Linked DNA regions of Mus musculus: region 2 is linked to region 1. The links are chromatin contacts, called in public promoter capture Hi-C maps. All regions are on one chromosome and are shown on one strand. The core of a region is the stretch at or near the end of the contact, and the rest is flanking DNA. Distances in the headings are between cores, read along the strand shown.

What was found. Capture Hi-C pulls out chosen DNA fragments and counts their contacts.
Region 2: a contact with region 1 is called in a promoter capture Hi-C map of liver. The contact joins the promoter of Oas2 here to the promoter of Sds in region 1. A contact is called at or near these places in 1 of 15 datasets of contacts at CTCF or cohesin (large pre-B cells) and 3 of 9 other capture datasets (adipose tissue, embryonic stem cells and liver).

Annotation. Positions count from the first base shown.
Region 1 is chr5:120,473,974-120,478,825 of GRCm38.p6, reverse strand. Sds (serine dehydratase) reads right to left here and starts at 2,279. Exons shown (of 8, transcript NM_145565.1): 1 at 2,229-2,279.
Region 2 is chr5:120,746,992-120,751,843 of GRCm38.p6, reverse strand. Oas2 (2'-5' oligoadenylate synthetase 2) reads left to right here and starts at 1,996. Exons shown (of 11, transcript NM_145227.3): 1 at 1,996-2,385; 2 at 3,060-3,306. The coding sequence starts at 2,071.

The DNA of each region.
Region 1 (4,852 bases), core at 1,030-3,529:
GGACCAAGCAAGGTCAGAGTCAGCTGTGGTCTGTTCCTGCAAAGTCCCCAGGAACCAACCCCAGCTGACCTATTCCCGTGAGCTCAGAGCACGTCAGCAGACACAAAAGAAATGGGCCAAGTGGAGTACCTGTGAAGAGTGGTTCTCGGGTCCACAGCATCCCTCCATGCTCAGCAGTGTGCACGTGTGTGTGTGTGCGCATATGTGTGTGTATGTGTGCAGAGGCCAGAGGTCAACATAGGTCAGTATCTCCCTCAGTTGCCCTCCAGTTTATTTTTTGAGACAGGGTCTTGCATTGAGCTGGGAGCTCCCTGATTCAGTTCAACTGGCTGACCAGGGAACCTTAGAGACTCCCTGAGGTCCCTTGAGGTCCCCTGAGGTTCACTGAGCTCTCCCAAGGTACACTGAGATCTCTGGAGGTCCCCTAAATTTTTCTGGAGGCTCCCTGGAGGTCCCCTGAGGTCCCCAGAGGTTCCCTGAGGTCCTCCAGAGGTCCCCTGAGGTCCCCAGAGGTTCCCTGAGGTCCTCCAGAGGTTCCCTGAGGTCCTCCAGAGGTTCCCTGAGGTCCTCCTGTCTCTTGCTCCCTAGTGAATGGATGGCAGGCATTTATTGCTGAGCTCAGCATTTTTATGTGCTCCATTCTGGGAATATGAACATAGGTCCTCGCACTTTCATGGGAAGCCCTTCGCAGACGGAGCCACATCCCAAACCCACAAATGCTTTTAAAAAGGAAAAAACTCAGTGCGTTCTTACCATGTGACCTAGGCTAGTTTTGAACGTTGGGTCCTTCTATCTCAGTCTCCCAATTGCTGGGATCACAGGTGTTCCCTGCTATGTCTGGCGTTCAACAAATACATATTTCGGGGGAAAAAAACCCAAAAACCAAGAGCCTTTGGGGTTTGGGGCAGGCCTGTAATCCCATCACTTGGCAGGCGAAGGCAAGAGAATTAGTCATTCATAACCTTGGCTATGTAGGGAGTTTGAGGCTATCCCGGGCTACGTAGGACCCTGTTTCAAAAACAAAAAAAAACCCAAAAGACCTGGAAGTCCAGTATCGAGCTCTGAAAGGCCCTTGTTCTTTTAAAAAGATAGAGTTATAGATTTTTTTTTCTGGCATGGGGAAGAGGCAACAGAGAACCCTGGCCCACCCCATCACACAGCTGCCACACTGAGAGGGAACCTGGACACAGGAGAGACTGCATGACAAGTTCAAGTCTGGCTAATGACACCCCAAGGTCCCTTCGGTAGCCATGGCAGTGAGGAAGCCTTTGGGCTAACACTGGCTCAGCTACTGTCACCTCGGGGCCCTGTGAGAAGCCCTGAGAGAGATTCAGAGCCAAGTGGGATCAAATCCAGGCAGATGGTGTCTCTTCCGAGCATCCACATGTATTCAAGGGCATGTGTGTGAGTGTAGGAGAGACTCAAACTCCTTGTGATCCTCCTGCCTTAGGGGAGAGAGAGAGAGAGAGAGAGAGAGAGAGAGAGAGAGAGAGAGAGAGAGAGAGAGAGAGAGAGAGACTCAAACTCCTTGTGTTCCCCCTGCCTCAGTCTCTCAAGTGCTCTCAGTCTCTCAAGTGCTGAGATAACAGGCCAGCCCACCAGACTCCTCTTTCTAGAAGACCTCTTGAAAGACAGCTGCCGGGAAGAATGGCACACATCAAGAGTACCTCCAAATGTGTTTGCTTTGTCCTAGCTAGTCCCATCCTGGTATAGTGGGTCTTCTCTGGACCTAAAAGGCCCAGCTGTTGCAGCCTCTGGCTAGTGGATAGCTTCCACCACGCAAACCCCTTCCAGGTGGCTTTGGGGAGCCCCACCAGTCCCTGTCCCAGGCTGCAGCATTGGGAACCTTTGGGGAAATGGGCAGGGTACTCTGTTCTGATTCCCACCCCAGAGGCCGGTCCCATCTGGCACCATAAATAGTATGACCTGCAAGAGAGAAAAAAAGCACTGGGGGTCTTGGCAAAGGTGGCTAGTGCGACATCGGTTCCAGAACAGAAGTCCCTTCTTTGTCATTTGGCTCATGCGAGCATTCAGCAAAGATAGCCTGCCACATGCCACCCCAGCGACATCCTGATCTAGAAGGTCCTACCACTTCGTCCCATTTTACAGATCTGAACACGGAGACTTGAACTGGATGAGTCCCAGTTCCTCTCCACTTCCCGGGTACCCTGCTCTGGCTGTCCCTGACTGTTAACCTTGGGGAGAGGCTGAAGCTGGGGGCCACATACCCGGCACAGGAGGAGCTGGACAGAGCGAGCGAGAGGAGTAGATTGTGTCTGTGTCCTGGGAGAGTACAAAGTTGGCAGGACACTCCAGAGCTTTATTCTCAGGGCTGAGCCTCCGGGTAGCCAATGAGGCCCCAGGCAGGCCACCCCCCACCCCAAGCAAGCTCCGCCCCCTGGTCCAGGCCGGGGCTGGGCGGCCACGGAGGAGGGCATGCGGCACTGAAGAGCCCTTGCCTGGACCCGGGGGTCAGTCTCAGAATAACAAAAAAGCCTGCAGTTGCTGGACACGTAGTATATCGCTAAGAAACAGCCACAGGCTAGCCACATGGCAGCTCACACCTGTGATCCCCGCACAGTGGAAGCTGAAGCAGGACTACAAGTTTGAGCCTGAACTAAGGAGTGAGATCCTGTCTTAAAATAGAAAGAAAAGGGGTGGGGAGTATTGGGCTTAGGCTCAGCCACCTAAACCCAAATTAGTGTCAGACCATACAATGGGTCTGTACAGAGTGGAAATGAAGCACCGCTCTCAGAGATAGTGAGAGGCGGGACTTGCGGGGGGTGGGGTTGAGGCACAGCACTGTGATTGGCATCCCTTGCTTACCGCCACCCCCTGCCATCCTCTTCATATAAAAGGGCGTATGGGGCTGGTGAGATGGCTCAGTGGGTAAGAGCACCCGACTGCTCTTCCGAAGGTCCAGAGTTCAAATCCCAGCAACCACATGGTGGCTCACAACCATCCATAATGAGATCTGACTCCCTCTTCTGGAGTGTCTGAAGACAGCTACAGTGTACTTACATATAATAATAAATACATCTTTTAAAAAAAAAGGGCGTAGAAGGAGATCCGAGTTCAAGTCCTGGCTCTGGGAAAGAACCTTGGCCTCCACAGCCTCTGTTCCTGTGTAGACTGAGATGACACAGATACCTCTGCTCCAGGCTTTGAACGGGTGATCCTGGTGTTAGGTGAGAGACTTGAAATTGAACAGGCAGTCAGTGTTAGGAGCCTTCATCATTGATGTTTCTTATCAACACCACCGTCAACACTATCACCACTCTTATCAGCATCAGTACTAGCAACCATCATCATCATCACCACCACACCACCATCATCATCACCTCTGGCCTGCATGTACCTGGCTGTGTGCAGAGGCCTGTGTGCCCACAGGGGTACACACACACACACACACACACACACACACACACACACATGCACACACAGCCCATCTGCTTCTTTTTATAGTTTATTTATTGTATTTAATATATTTAAATACACTAAGTACTGTACATTAAATACAATAAACACTGTAGCTCTCTTCAGACACACCTGAAGAGGGCATTGGATCCCATTACTGATGGTTGTGAGCCATCATGTGGTTGCTGGGATTTGAACTCACGACCTCTGGAAGAGCAGTGAGTGCTCTTAACGGGAGAGCCATCTCTCCAGTCCCCTGACTGCTTCTTTTTCTGCTCTGTGGTGTCATTGTTCCTTCTGATCCACATCATGGATGACCACAGGTGTGGGTCAGGGACATGGGGTAGGTAAGCCAGGACGACACAAAGCCCATGTGTGGGCATAGCCACCTTGTGCTCTCTGTACCAGCATTTCATTGCCAGAGCACTGGGGTCCTGGTCCCATATCATGTGGTTCCTGCGTGTCAAGCCACACGATTGGGTGGGCTCCCTTGGTCCCTTGTAGATGAGAATAGGCTTGGAGGACAGCCTTTACTGAAAGTCTCCAGGGCCAGAGGGTAGCTGAGGATGCTGGGAATTGAACCCAGGGGACACTTGGGACTTGTAGTATTTAAAGAGTGCAGATCTGATGAGGAGGGTTAGGCTGGGGACAGGTGACAACGGGGCAGAACCAGTTTGGACACACCTGAAGGGTCTAGATTTCATTTTTTGGATTAACTTTGAGTCAGGGTCTCATGTAGCTCAGGCTAACCTCCGACTCACCGAGTAGCTAAAGATGCTCTTCAACTCCCGATTCTCCTGCCCCCACCTTCAGAATGCTGGGATTACAGGCGCGTGCCAACCGTGCCCACTTCACATGGTACGGGGGATCAGACTCAGGTCCTCGAGAATGCTGGGAAGGCCCTCTACCAGCTGATCCTGATCCCCAGCCCCCACAGTCAGCAGCTTGGCCAACCCGTTTGCATATACCCCCTTCCCACTCCTCCTTGATCCAGAACAGCTGTCCTCAGGGCGGTGTGAGTTTTGTACCCACGGGGGACACTGGACAATCTCTGGAGATGTTTCTCGGGTGTCATCAGAGTGAAGAACATCAATGCTCAGAGACACGCAATTCCAGGGCGGCTGTCCTACAACAGGAAATGAAGCAGCTGCAGAGTTCAACATCTGCATCTGAGGAACCCCGCCAGGTGACAGGAATGACACTCAGTCTTCTCTCCTCCTGGTGCTGGAGCCAGGACTTACCATCAAGGGTACAAAACATGCTTTGTTTTGTTGTTTGTTTGTTTGTCTTGATTTCCAATGTAGGATTTCCTCTGTGTAGCCTTGGCTGTCCTGAAACTTGCTGTGGAGACCAGGCTGGCCTGGAACTCACAGAGAGCCGCCTGCCTCTGCTTCCCGAGTGCTAGGATTAAAGCTGCGCACTACCAAGTCTGGTT
Region 2 (4,852 bases), core at 747-3,246, 270 kb before region 1:
TCAACCTTCCTAACGCTGCCAACCTTTAGTACAGTTCCACGTACTCCCACGTAGGTGTATCTACAGGTACCTGCCTGGAGACAGAAGAGAGGTATCTCAGTTATGGTCTTAACAGATGGAAAAATGTGTTTTCAGATCATCTTAGGCGACCCCTGTAAAGGGGTTGTTTGATCCTGGAGGGGCGGAGACCCACAGATTGAAATTGCTGCTCTAGGCAGATGTGGAGGCCTGTTTTTCTATGGAGCCTGGCAGCAGATGGGGCACAAGCCTAGCATCCCAGAATGAAAAGAAAATAGGAGGCAGGCTGTTGTTAAGAGCCACATTGTTATACATTGTTATTAAGTCGCCACACCTTACAAGAACTTTGTTTCCTAAAGCCAATGCATCCTGCAAACCACGTTTCCAACCTACACTGAACTTGTAACCCTGCAGGAATGCTACCCACCCCTTTGCCTTGCTAAACTCCTGAATACCCACAATGACTTCCACTGATGTCTTCCTGCCCTTACCTACCCCACAGGCAGCCTTGAGCCCTGACTCCGCCCCACACACATACTCTTCTGCCCCAGTGCTAACAGCCAACAGACTCAACAGACTGTTTCTATCAACTCTAACCCCTCCCCATAAAAGGGACCTCAAAAGCGAAGGAGGAACTGCTCTCTGAGGACCCCAAATTAGGGGGGAGGCAGTCATCTGGCCTGGTCCTTTGGGCACTGGCTTTATTCAGACAGTAATGGGAATGGTTTTTTTCCTTCAGAACTAATGGCAGCTCTTGTCCCCACCACACAGACTCTGGGCTCTCTTGTCAAAATGGCTCCAGAATTGGGGTGACTGTGAGCCACAGTGAAGAGTGAGGTGACCGCCATCAGGGCAGAGGAAAGAGAGGCCTTACTGACCTGACCCCCAGAGTCTCCAAGAGCGGCCCCCATAGTGGCTCTGGAATGATATGGCAGAGGCCCAGTGGGACACAGTGAGGGTTGGGTGAGGTGATACACATATTCGACTCCTCAGGAAGCTGAGGCAGGGTCCCTGAGAGCTGCTAGTGTCCCCTAAGCCATTTTCCTTCTATGGCCTCACTCAGAGGAACTACAAGAAGTCTGCTGCTTTCAGGGATCCTTTGTCAGAGCCCATATTTTTTTTGTGACTTCAGTCACTCCACTGGACTCCAAGGTGATACAAAGTCACTGTGCCTTTCCTGGTGAGGGTCCCAGGAAGCCATCTGCCACGTAGGACAGCCACATACAATGTGCCATCTACCTTGGAAGAAGATGCTATACATAACAGTTTATGAGAGGTTGAGGCAGGGGATTACCAGCTCAAAGCCAGTTTGGGCTAGACAGCAGGCTCTGTCTCAATACTAACCCAAAATAATTGTGTTGAATTGGTGAGGTTTCTTTTTGTGTTTAATTTTTAAATATTTAAATATTTATTTTTTAACATGTGGGGGGGGGGAGGACTACTCTTGACTCTTCAGGGACCTATGTTCACCCAAAGTCAGGAAGCCTACATCTGTCTGTCAAGGCACCTGTCCTGCAGTGCATCTTTGAGCAAGTCAGCACCTTCTCTGAGCTCAGTCTGTCTGCCCTGTCTGTCACCGAATGCTTCAGCCACTGGAAACAAGGAGGAAGGACATTATGTTAACGGACAGACTCTACCCTCAATAAAATCAAATTAGCTTAGCATTTAGCCAGCCAGCTTTCTGCCAATTTTTTTTGAGACATGCTCCTCCTAGCTATAGGTAGAGGAAACAGAGGCACCAAGAAGACAGTCCTACACTGATGGACGCAAACACTGGCCTCTGTGCAGGTGTCCCCTGAGGCTCTAGAGGCTCTAAGTTTAAGCTGGGGTGTCCTTGGGAGTGGCCAGCTAGCTGGAAGCAAACACACACCAGCTGCTGGGAAGTAACTCCCACACTTGAGTTTCGATTTCCTAGGTTCCTAGGCTTGGCTGTGTTAGGGGTGGGGCTTTGGACTTGATTTCCTCTTTCTAGAAACCCGGGTGCAGGGCAGAAGGCCCAGGACTTGAGCTACAGTGCTCTGCCTCGACAATTGACAAGACCAGCTAGCAACGATGGGAAACTGGCTGACTGGAAACTGGTCATCTGACAGGTCATCTGGCTATTCATCTGGCTGGTCACCTGGTGGGTCTTCAGGGGTGCCCTCCGGGCCAGTGCACAAGTTAGAAAAGTCTATCCAGGCAAACCTCACACCCAACGAAAACTGTCTGAAGCAGATTGCGGTGTCCTCGGTGCCATCGCAGAAGCTAGAAGGGTATATCCAGGAAAACCTCAAACCTAACAGAGAATCTCTGAAGCAGATAGACCAGGCCGTGGATGCCATCTGGGACCTGCTGCGCAGTCAGATCCCTGTGAAGGAAGTGGCTAAGGTGAGGCTCAGGGTGGGGGCCAGGGCTCTGCATCCCAGGAGAGTTCGCTGTTCCCAAAGGTGGTGGTGCTGAGCATTGTGCCACACAGGGCCCAGGGGATTGCACTTCGAAGGCTTTCCTCTGAGGACAGACAGTGAAGGGGCCCAAGCTGCTGCCAGGTCTTCTTCCACCTGGCTGCATGACTCCCGGAAGGGTCCTTTACCTCTCTGTGCCTCAGTGTCCAGATCTGCAGAATGAGGTCAGCCTAGACCCCACTTCAGAGTGTTGTGATGGTGAAGCACGCAGTGTTCTTAGCACAGGGACGGCTGTTATCAGTGCTCAGTAAATTACCAGGGATTGACTACATGCATTTGTGCTTTGCCATAGAGTGTCTTTGACTCCACATTTATGAGATTTTTGTTCGTGTATCTTTTTCATGCCTACATAGTACTCTACCATATCTATTTTTTTTCCATGCCTGTATAGTATTCTGCTGTGTTATTTGTTCGTCTTAGCGCAGTTTTGAGTTGACCCCAGTTTGGAGCTAGCATGCAAAACATGGACACAAACTGGTGCTGGCAACCTGATTTTAAAATGCCAGTGCCATTTGGGGGATTTCACTTGATTTAAGAAATGTCACTACCTGGAGCTTCAGAAAGTCTAGATCTCACAACTGCCCCTCCATTTCCCCACAGGGTGGCTCCTATGGCCGGGAAACAGCCCTAAGAGGCTGCTCCGATGGTACCCTTGTTCTCTTCATGGACTGCTTCCAACAGTTCCAGGATCAGATAAAATACCAAGATGCATACCTTGACGTCATTGAACTGTGGCTGAAAATCCATGAGAAGAAGTCAGTAAAGCATGAACATGCCCTTGTAGTACAAGTGTCTGTACCAGGGCAGAGAATACTCCTGCAATTACTTCCAGTCTTCAATCCTCTACGTGAGTGATCTGGGGACTGGGGGTGGGGGGGGTGTCCAAGCATTCTGGGAGTCCTGGGAGGCCACTGGGGTCCCGTGGGCTGAGGCTGTCTCCAAAATGGAGCTTGTAAACTCCTGTCTTAGTCACTGGTCAGTTGCTGTGAGGAGACACCCATGACCAAGACAACTCTTATAAAAAGAAGCATTTAACTAAGTGGCTGGCTTCGAGTTTCCGAGGGTTAGCCCCTTATCACCATGGTGGGAAACAGACAGGCATAGTGTTGGAGCAACTCCGGACCTTCAGAAGAGCAGTCGGGTGCTCTTACCCACTGAGCCATCTCACCAGCCCAAGGACACACCTCTTAATTCTTCCCAAACAATCCATCAACTGAGGACTAAGTGTGCAAAGATAATGAGCCTCTGGGGTCCATTCTCATCCAAGCCACCACAACTCCCAAGAGACAAGAGCCTCCTTCCCTAGGCATACTCTGTCTAGCACTTCATTTTCATCTCATTGACTTTGGATACAATGTTCTAAAGGGGAGCCTTGATAGGTGAGAGGGTGGATGAGTGATGGGCAGATGGACAAATGGTAGAAAGGAAGTGGACAGGTGGATGGCTGGGTCCCACTAAATGTGTGTTTGTGTGGGTGGATGGATGTAGGGATAGGTATGCATGTATGAGGATGAATGGATGGATGATGTGTGGACAGATGGAAAATGAATGGAAGCATTGTGGATGGATGGATGGATGGATGGATGTGTGGGTAGATGTATGTATGTATGTTAAAGTGGATGGATGGATGGATGGATGGATGGATGGATTGATGGATGTGTGGATGTGTGGATGGGTGGGTGGATGGATGGATGGATGGATGGATGGATGGATGGATGGATGTAAAAGTGAACGGATAGATGGATAGATGGATGGATGTGTGGATGGATGGATGGATGGATGGATGGATGGATGGATGGATGGATGGATGTAAAAGTGGATGGATGGATAGATAGATAGATAGATAGATAGATAGATAGATAGATAGATAGATGTATGGATGGATAGATGAGTGGGTTGGATGGATGGGTGGATGGATGTGTGGACAGATGGAAAATGTATGGATATAGGGGTGGACAGATAGATGGGTGGAAAAACAGAAGCACGAGAATGTATCATAGCTATTCTGCCAGCAGTGGACTCCACTGGGCTGACAGCCCAGGACCTCTGAGCTGGAGGCCAGGGCCCCTTCATTGTCCACAATCCTGAGAAACTTCTGGGTTACTGAGCCCTTGAATGGCCACCGCCTAACCATTTTCTGACAAGATGGAGATGTACGTACACCCACATGATGACATTCCCAGAAAGGTGGCATCCCTGGGCCCTTCCCATCTTAGGGTTTGAAGGTGAACTGTCCCTACAGGTTCATGTGTTTGAACACTTGGTCCCAGCTTGTGGAGCTCATTTCAGAGGGTGTGGAGAGGAAGTGGAGGGCTGGGAAGTGAGTCTTAAGGGTGGTAACCCCAGCCTGCTTCTGGCCCCACTCCCATTCTGTGTTTTCTTCCTGGTCCAAG